Regions from separate parts of the Sus scrofa genome. Here region 1 is linked to region 2. The links are chromatin contacts, called in public HiChIP or PLAC-seq maps. All regions are on one chromosome and are shown on one strand. Each heading gives the region's core, a stretch centred on a gene start, on an enhancer-like site or on the middle of the called end of the contact. The rest is flanking DNA. Distances are from core to core; before and after follow the strand shown.

Region 1 (4,515 bases), core at 1,841-4,340, 370 kb after region 2:
CGGCCCCTCCCCATCTAACCCCAGATGGCACAACCCGAGAGCACAGCGACGACGGCGGCGACTCCAGACGCCGCCCGTGCCACCGTCCTATCCGCCACTGTGCCACTCTCGCCCCCTCTCCTCCAGCGCGGGCCCCTCCCGCTTTCCCTTCCTTCTCACCCTCCCCAGGGCTTTTTATGGGGGTAAGAGGTAAATTGGGAATATTTCCTCTGTCGCGAAACATTCTCCTTCCTCAGCCATCTCCCACTCGGGCGGATTGGAATTAAAATCCGGTAATTCAACTTTGCTGCGAAAACTCGGGTTCCTGGGGAGGGGCCGGAGGGAAGGAAGACCCCGCGGTGAATGCGCAGCCCTAGGAGGCTCCCATCCCGCCTCGCTGCCGCCCGGCGGGGAGGATGAAAGCCGAAGGCCGGGGAGGGGCTGCGCGCTCCCCCGAGGGGGCTAGGGTTTGGGGCGGAGGAGGCCGAGGCTAGGTGGCGAGTGCGGGGCCGGGGCTTCAGGGCTCGCGGGTACCCGGACCCTCTTCCCAGGCTGCGCGCTCCCGGCCCTGCAGGTGCACCCCCTCCGCCCCCTTGCAAGCCCCTCCAAGAAAACCGCCTTCCGGCCCAAGTTCGGTCCTTGGAGGCTTTGAACGTGGCCTTTCAGAAGTTTTTAAAGCTGCTCCGCCCCGCGCAGCATTCAAGGGTCACACTCCCCTCCATCCCTCCACCCGCGCTACAGCTGCAGCACCAGGGGGTGCAGGGAAGGAGTGGGGCGGGGTGTGGGGGGAGGCCGTCGGCAGGCCGAGGCTCAGGGGTCCAAGCACCGCCCAGAAGCGCCAAGCTCGGCCTAGAGCGCTTGGAGATCCGCTCCCGAGCCCAACCTCTGAGGAAGCACAGGCAGACAGCTCCTGCACCGCGCCAGCCACGGGGGGGTGGGGGTGGGGGTGGGGGAGAGGGGAGGGGAGGGGCAGTGGGGAGAGGAAGAGAGACCGGGCGGGGGAAGGGCACAACCACATTACCAGGGTTCCTGTGCTGAGCTGCAGCCAAGGGACTATTTAAACTGGCCTTGAGGGGAGGCAGCTGGTGACCCGCGTCCTCGCCCTCCAAGTTCCCCGCGAATCAGGGCGCCACCTACAGGCAAGTTTCGGATAGCAGGAGGGAGAAAGGGAGACAGCCCGTCAAGGAAAGCCACCCAGGGGAGCAGGACCCTGTTTTCTCCAGGGCCATCTCCCGCTCCTGAGTCTGAGTTCTGAGCTCCAGAGTTATGGATCTACTGGCAGCAGCAAGAGTTCTGAGGGCACTGAGAATGAGCTTTTAGGGAATGAGGAATTGAGGTAGTAAATACAGGAGTTGGAGGATTCATGGACCAAAGTCCCTCTTCTAGGCTGGTCTTAGAAAATGCAGCTTGTTTCGCTGAGAAGAGTGGCTGTGTGGCCGTGGACAAGTTGCTTGATCTTTCCAATCCTTGGTTTCTTCATCCCTTAAAAGAGGTATAGTGGTGCCTGCCTGACAGGGTCTTTTCTAGAATTAAACGAGATAATGTAGATGAGAAACTGCAGGTGCCTTCTAGAGGGAGATTTCATCGATTTCTAATATGGAAAAACTGTCTTTTAACCTAGGAAATCTAACTTATAAGACTTTGTCTAGCTTCTTTCTGTTTGTTGAAGATTAGGGCCTTTGAAGAGGATAGAGAGAGTCAAAGAGGTGTGAGTGTCTGATTAGGATAGAAGGACCAGTTAGTGGAAGTTTTGACAACTGCTCTCTAGCTAACCCCCTTCTTATAGACATATAATAACATATTATATTTATGCATCACTTAGTATTGCTATTTACTATTACCTCATTTAATTTTATCACTTATATGGCATATGTTTTTCCCATATTGAAGATGTGAAAACAAAGACGTGGGGATACAAGCCATAGCTGGTACCTTTTTTTTTTTTTCTTTAAAGAAAATTTCCAACTTAGCAGCTCTAGATCTGTATTTCAGAATCTACCTTTGACATCAATTTATTAAGCACCTACTATGTGCTTGGTTATATATATTAGGAATTTCACATGTGATTCTCAGGTCTCATGTGATTCTCATATCATGTCTGTGAAGCAGGACTTCAAGATCTCCCTTCACAGAAGAGGAGAGCTCGGTTCAGGGAGACCCAGGGCATCATTTAATGTCCTACAGAGAAGTGGTGGAGCCAGGTCATGAGGAGCCCTGATCTTCCGACTATACATCCACGAACCTTCTACTGCACCAAAACTGAGCATATTCCCAACTAGCTTTGGGGCACACATACAAGTTTGGGAAAGGTCACCTGGAGAAGTGGACACCTTGATGGTTTCTCCATGTTGAAGGTGTAGTAAATGACGGCGTCTAGAACCTTTAGTAATGGTAGAGTATTACAGTGTTTCCTAATGAAATATTGACCATGGGAGAAGTGGGCAGGGGTGCAATGGAGAAGCCAAGGAATGAGTTGATCTGTATACTTTTATAAATATGAATAACATTTATTTAATGATGGAACCCACCAAATCTCATTACAACAAATACTCTTGTAGAATTCCCATTATGGCACAGCAGAAATGAATCCAACTAGGAACCATGAGGTTGTGGGTTCGATCCCTGGCCTTGCTCAGTGGTTTAAGGATCCAGCATTGCTGTGAGCTGTGGTGTAGGTCAAAGACACAAGACCGGCTCAGAACTGATATTGCTGTGGCTGTGGCATATAGGCCAGCAGCTGTAGCTCAGACTGGACCCCTAGTCTGGGAATCTCCATATGCCGCAAGTGCGGCCCTAAAAAGCGTGCGCGCACACACACACCAAATAGTGTTACATTGAAAAGGTTGGTATAATGTAGCTATTGCCAAATTCTAGCATTTGACCTATAGTAGAGTGCTTTGTTGATTTGGTTACAAAAATTATTTATAATAAGTATTTTTCTGGCCTTTATCCATGTAATAGTACCAGTTTATGATGAAAGGGCTGGATTATTTAGGCAGGAAAATTGTACTCCTTTCAGTTCTTTTGTTTTTCCATGGTGTAGCAATTACTCATTAGTTCCCCTTCTTACCTACCAAAGTACTGAATCAAACCAGCAGTCCTACCCAGAGCACTTCCTTTTCACTTTTGAGAATAAGGAAACATTGAAAGGGAAGTTAAATAAGGCTTTGGGTTGGGGTATTGGATGTAAATATGCACATCCCCACTTTCTTCTTTTACTGAGTCCAGCTTGATGTTTCTCTGCCAATGCAATGTCAAGAGCCCAGACTTTAACTGCATTTCACTTCTATACAGCTTCTGTACACCGAGAGCATTTCCAATAATGTAATACATTTTCATTTTGAAACAGATGCCACAGGAGATTCATTAGCAAGAAAACCCCACTGTGTAACACACACACATAAAGTTATCAAATTTAAGGTCAGAAGGCCTTGGATTGTCAGTTTTGGGGGACCAGTTGGTAATTAGGCAAGAGGGCTTTGTAAAGAAAAACCAGTTGAAACCAATACATATTTATTTTATGTGTTCCACATTGTTCTGGGTGCTAGCATAGATATGGAGAAATGCTGGGGTATTTCTCCTGGGGTTTATATTCTAAACTTTAAGGAAGAAACTTTTCCCTCTCTTCCGCTTCCTAGATCCATGCTTTAGTTCTGTCATAATAAAGCCATAAAAAGAACAGATCCTAGTCATAAGTTGAGCTAACATGTTTTTATGAAATTATTATTTTCATCCTAGAATCTTACTCATCATCTTTAGGTATAGGTATATAAATATATGAATGGAGAAGACTGGGAAAGGTGGGACTTGTAGCTTATGGCTTCATTTTATAATGAGACATTTTATAAGAGACAACAGTATATCTTGGAGACACCTGTTTTATTCTCTGATGTGTAATTGTGCTTCTATGTCATCAAAGCACATGTTGGTTGGTATGTGTATATGGGTGTATATCTGGAGATCTTAGCCCTCACTTTTTGATAACTTTCCCCAGCAGTGAGCAATCCAGGGCTCTTTTAATAATGAAAGGGTAGAGTGGGGATGCAGTTTACAGGTCATTTTGAAACTCATTAGTATTCTTCATAACACCTGTGTTGAATCAGAGCTTTTGACCTTCCCAAGTCTTTCTCTGAATGTGGGTATCTCTCCAGGTCAAGTGCAGGCCAGAGGTGGTTCTGCGTAGGCTCTGCAGTGGGAAGGCAGATGCTAAATAAAAATAAAGTGACACTTTACAACAGACAGGTGTGGGGATTGTTTGAGAAGATGAACTACTGCCCCTGTTCATGGAAATTTGAGATTTCAGCCAAAGCCATTGGCCAGAGCCTAATAAGCCCACGTTACATTGGATTGGCATTAGATAGACCAATCTGATGGGACAGTTGCTCAGAAAGTCGATTGCAGTTGAAGCGTATGGTAAAAACTCTATTTTCAAAAAATTTAGATGCTATAAAAGAGAACAGTATAGCATGGACTCTTCCGAGTGTCTGGAGGCAACAAGCGACTGAATTTAAGCGAGGGGGCAGAGCCACGTTTCTT
Region 2 (4,590 bases), core at 1,600-4,099:
TCGAAAGTTCGTGGTAAGGAGGCATGGAGAAAATTGTTTACAAGTCTTTTATGCATTTTTAAATTGAGTTTTTGTGTTCCCAATTAATTTAAAAAAGGAAAATATGCATGTTTTATCTTCCATCATAATTCAAAGTGTTTTTTTTCTTTTCATTATAATTCTAGGCTACGATGCCAATCTCCAATTTCTTTTCTGGAAAAGTCCATTTTTATGGTATGAGCTCAGTGCCAACTTATTGTAAAAAAAAAATATTGAATCTTACAATGCAATTAGGGAAATGAATAGTGCATTTTGAATCGTCATACCACAAATAGACCCAAATATAACAAGAGCTTTTTCCTGTTCTTGAGCCGTCGTCCTCAGGATTTGTAGGAATACCCATTCGTTTCATTACATGTTTGAAAAGGAGTCCCTTCCCAATTAATGAGATGGTGCATATACAAAAAACTCAGTAAATCTCAAAGAACAGCAATAGGTAGGATGTTAGTATAAATAAGTCTCACCAGTAAGATATCTAATAGGCATCTCCAAACATAATTTGGTCAAATCAAGCTTCGGATCCCCACCCACTGCCCAGGACTGCTCTTCCTGACATTTTCCCATCTCAGTTCATGGAAACTCCAACCTTCCAATTGCTCAGGTCAACACACCCAGAAGTCGTTGACTTCTCTAGTTTTTCCCTCCCTCAATCCCCATCCAATGTGTCTGTAAATCCTATCAGCATTACCTTTCGCACACTTCTCACCACCCCTACTGCCCTCATTCTGGTAACAGGTCATTAGCAACTCTGGCCTGAATTATGACAACTGTGTCCCACTGCCACTCCCTAATGGTGTCAGTTTTCTCCATTGTACTTACTAGTCTCTAACTTACTAATTCACTTATTTGTTGATTACTATTTGTCTCCTCCATCTAGAGCGTAAGCTCCCCAAGGGGAGGGGACCATTTGCTTGGTTCACTTTTGGATCCCTTATGTCTAGAAGAGTGGCTGGCATGTAGAAAAGACACTCATTGTACTTACTGATCTTTAAAAAAAGCCTTTTAACTGGTCCCTTGCTTTAATTCCTGCCCCCTGAAATCTATTTTCAACAAGACCTTCAAAGTGTTTCTGCTGAAACCTAGGTAGCAATACTCCTTTGCTCCCCATCTCACTCAGAGCAAATGCCAAGGTCCTGACAATGGCCTGGAAGAACCTCCAACATCTGCCACCCGCCCTCTGCTCCGAGACAGGTCCACCTCCATCCACGTTGCCTCTCAGACCTGGCCTCCCCCTACTTTCACTCAGTCCTTCACCCTGGTCTCACCACACTGGCCTCCGGCTGTTCCTCAAACATGGCAGGCCGGCTGGCTGCTCCTTCTGCTTGGAAAGCTCTCCCCCCACAGTACCTACAGTCTCATGGCTCCCCCTCTCCCCTCTGTCAGACCTTGTTCAAACTGCACCTTCTCAGACAGGCCTTCTCGGAATCCCCTATTTAACTTTGTATCCTTCCCCCACTAGTCCCTAGTCTGGACTTCTTTTTCCTACATAGCACTTATGTACCCACCATCTTCCATCATTCCTACCTACTATTGTTGTAATTATCATTATTTCCTCTCCAAAACGAAAGCTCCACACAACCAGGGACTTTATATCATTTCCGACACAATCCTAGCATCTAGGATACTGCTTGGCACATAGTGGATGCTCAATCATTATCCACTGAATGAATGAAAGAAGTGATATTTTCTCACCAGGTGTCTACACCCACAAAAGTAGTTACTCAGTGGGGATGGAATCCATCCGTGGTAAATTACTCTTTCTGGTTATTCCTTCTTTTTGTCATGGTATCCTAAAAAGAGCTGGCATTAAGTATATCAACCTTTCTTCGAACGAATCAACAATATGAACGTTCTCCTTGAGAGACAGAACTGTTATTTCCACCCTAACTACTCTGTTTTTTAAGCCACTGGTAAGGATTTCTCCCACTAAAATACATTTATTTTATAGGCAAATGTTTTCTCCCCAAATGTGCCTTTCCTCTGTTTTCCTGGCCACAGCTGCAAAGTTACATATTGGTGCCAGAGGCAACTGATTAGTTTAAAAATACATATTCTGCTTTAGGCTGGCATCCATTTGTGTGTCATTATAAGAGCACATTAAAAATGATGTCTTGGACTTTTAACTGTCTCCAGCGTAGCGCATCTGTCACCTCGGTCCAGACAATCTGCCTATGACGGTGTGTAAATTAGTATTATTTCCATTAACAGATAAGGGAGCCCGGGTCCAGAAAAACTGGTAACCGAAGATCTTGGGCATGATTTCCCACTTTTATCTTGAAAATCTTATTTTGTCACAAGTCATCTTAAACCCATCAGTAGCAAAGGCTGGCCTAGGTTATACGACCAGTGTTTTTGAAAAAGCTTCCATTTCAGACATACTGTTGGCATGTCGAACATCTGCCACGATGTTTCCTCTTGCGAAAGCTGAGCCCTAATAAACTGACAGAGACAAACAGGATCTAACTATCCTGTGGTTTTAGTTTCTAGGAAAGCACTGAATTTATGAAATGATACTTTTGCTCTAATTTTTATTCAGTGGGACTCCAATTTTAGACACTCCCTCCTTCCACCCACAAGCTGGTTTCTGAAGGGATGTTCTACCTTCTCTCTCAGACTTAAAACACCAGAATGATATTCCTGCTAAATAACTTAGAAGTCACTTCCTCCAAAAAAATCTAACCTGAGGCCCCGCCCCTGGACCAAACTCCCTCCCATGTCCTCCCACGGCACCTCTGCATCCCTCTGTCCTCATGTTGCCGTGTGAACTGCCCATGTCCCAGCTGTCTCCCGCGATAAATTCCACGTTTCTCTAGAGCAAGGATGAATCATCTCTATCTCAAGCAGCTAACACAGGCCTTGGCATATGACAGATGCTCAGCATATGAAGGATGAATAAATGAATGAAAGGAGGTAGTCATCAAAGATGAATGTCAAGGGGATAGGACCTACTTCACCCCGGATATCTTTTCCCTCCCATAGACTCTGGCCCCCTAGCCACTCCTTCACTTATTACAGGGAGTGGAAGTAGAAACTGGACGTGACTCCTCCCACCCCTTCCTCACCTCTTTCTCTTGGTGAGACAGGTGCTGGCAGGGAGCACAGGGCCACCTGGACCTCCCTCAACTCCACATGGGAGGACAGATCTCCTCCCACCCCCACCCCCTACACACACAGACACACACACACACACACACACACACACACACACACACACACACACAAGCCTGCAGTGGTCCTGCACTGTCAGCAACTTGGGTGGGTTTGTCTAATGTTTCAGGATTAAGAGACACAATTTCCTGTATTTAAAAAATAAATTCTCTAATAGTAGAGGGTATAGTCTGGTCTTCCATCTGATTTTCTTCTTGTATTTTGTTAATCAGTTGGTTCAGCAATCAGGGAATGGAAGAGGATTTCTTTTGTGAGGGTCCTTAAATCTCTTCCCAGTGTGGACCATTGGGCTTTGAGATTTTCAATTCGAGAGGCTTCTCTCATGCTCTAAATTGCAGGTTTTCCAGACTACCACTATTTAATAATAAAGTAGAAACGGTCAGCTGATATATTGCTGTGAAGCAACATATTACTGTGAATTCAGCAAACCCCAGAAAAGACTACAAATAAGGGCTAAAATTTATGATGATAAAAACCTCTCTATGCCATCCGTAGGAAAAAAACCTTTGTTTTGTCTATATTCCTAGCATCCTAGGATTTAAAAACTAAGTATCAAATTGCGTATGTCAAACTTTGGGAGCCCTCTCCTGAAGTTCTTTCCCCCAAAATCTTTAAACACTGTGCTAGTGAACATGCAACCATTTGAACTGGATCTACCAAGACACATCCACATTTCTTCCCATCATGTTGAAAGAATGCTTGAGTCTGGGCCCAAGAGGATGATGGGTATCTTCTTACATAAGGCATTACATTCAGGCCATGGAGTGGAGGCGAGACAATGGACCTAAAGACATCAATTTGATGGAGGGCCTGAGTAGCTCCTACATGTCCTGAAGACATATCTCTTCATTAGTCAAGCCTAGAGGCTTCCACGAGATAAGGGGTTTGGCAGATAATAAAAGGCTCCAATTTATTTGGTGGTAAGGCTTATCATGGCTGATTTCATATAACCCTGCCAGCTAGGTTTTATCACCCACTTTCTACAGATGAGGAAACTGGGGTTGGAAGAGACATAGCTAGTGTTGGGAAAGGTGGGGATTTGAACTCCTATCCTTCAGACTTCAACAGTTGCACATGGTATTTCTGCTCCTCTATAGTACCTCAGAAAAGCTCCATCCCCATTACTGGAAAATGCACTACAGACACATGAGACATTGATAGTGGAGGTGAGGATATGTTTACATAGAACAGGAAGAACTTTAAACAAGCCTTTTTAAGGACTCTGCCAAAGTCCTGTACCTATAGAGAGAAGATGGATAGAAAGGTGGTACCCAGAGGCATGTACAGAGCACAATAAACACATGGTTGTCAAGATGTAAGTCCATATCCCCAGTGACTAGATTTAAATAGAGTTTGGGGATGGTTATTTCTCTGACTCGTTTA

Evidence for each region. HiChIP or PLAC-seq counts read pairs in DNA pulled down with a chosen protein or histone mark.
Region 1: an H3K27ac HiChIP or PLAC-seq map of alveolar macrophages shows a contact between it and region 2. The contact joins two enhancer-like sites. A contact is called at or near these places in 2 of 2 datasets of contacts at active chromatin or transcription factors (alveolar macrophages and skeletal muscle).

What each region holds. Positions count from the first base shown.
Region 1 is chr6:151,251,126-151,255,640 of Sscrofa11.1, forward strand. LOC106507659 (a long non-coding RNA gene) reads left to right here. Exons shown (of 2, transcript XR_002345466.1): 2 at 1-281. Among named protein-coding and RNA genes, the nearest start is that of NFIA, 24 kb to the left of the region's middle. Within about 2 kb of position 3,091, at least 1 of the 83 cell types and tissues checked has an H3K27ac peak or open chromatin away from gene starts, as enhancers often do. A contact at or near this core is called in alveolar macrophages, where this site is marked.
Region 2 is chr6:150,882,337-150,886,926 of Sscrofa11.1, forward strand. All of the region lies in intron 9 of NFIA (nuclear factor 1 A-type), which reads right to left. Among named protein-coding and RNA genes, the nearest start is that of TM2D1, 270 kb to the left of the region's middle. Within about 2 kb of position 2,850, at least 1 of the 83 cell types and tissues checked has an H3K27ac peak or open chromatin away from gene starts, as enhancers often do. A contact at or near this core is called in alveolar macrophages, where this site is marked.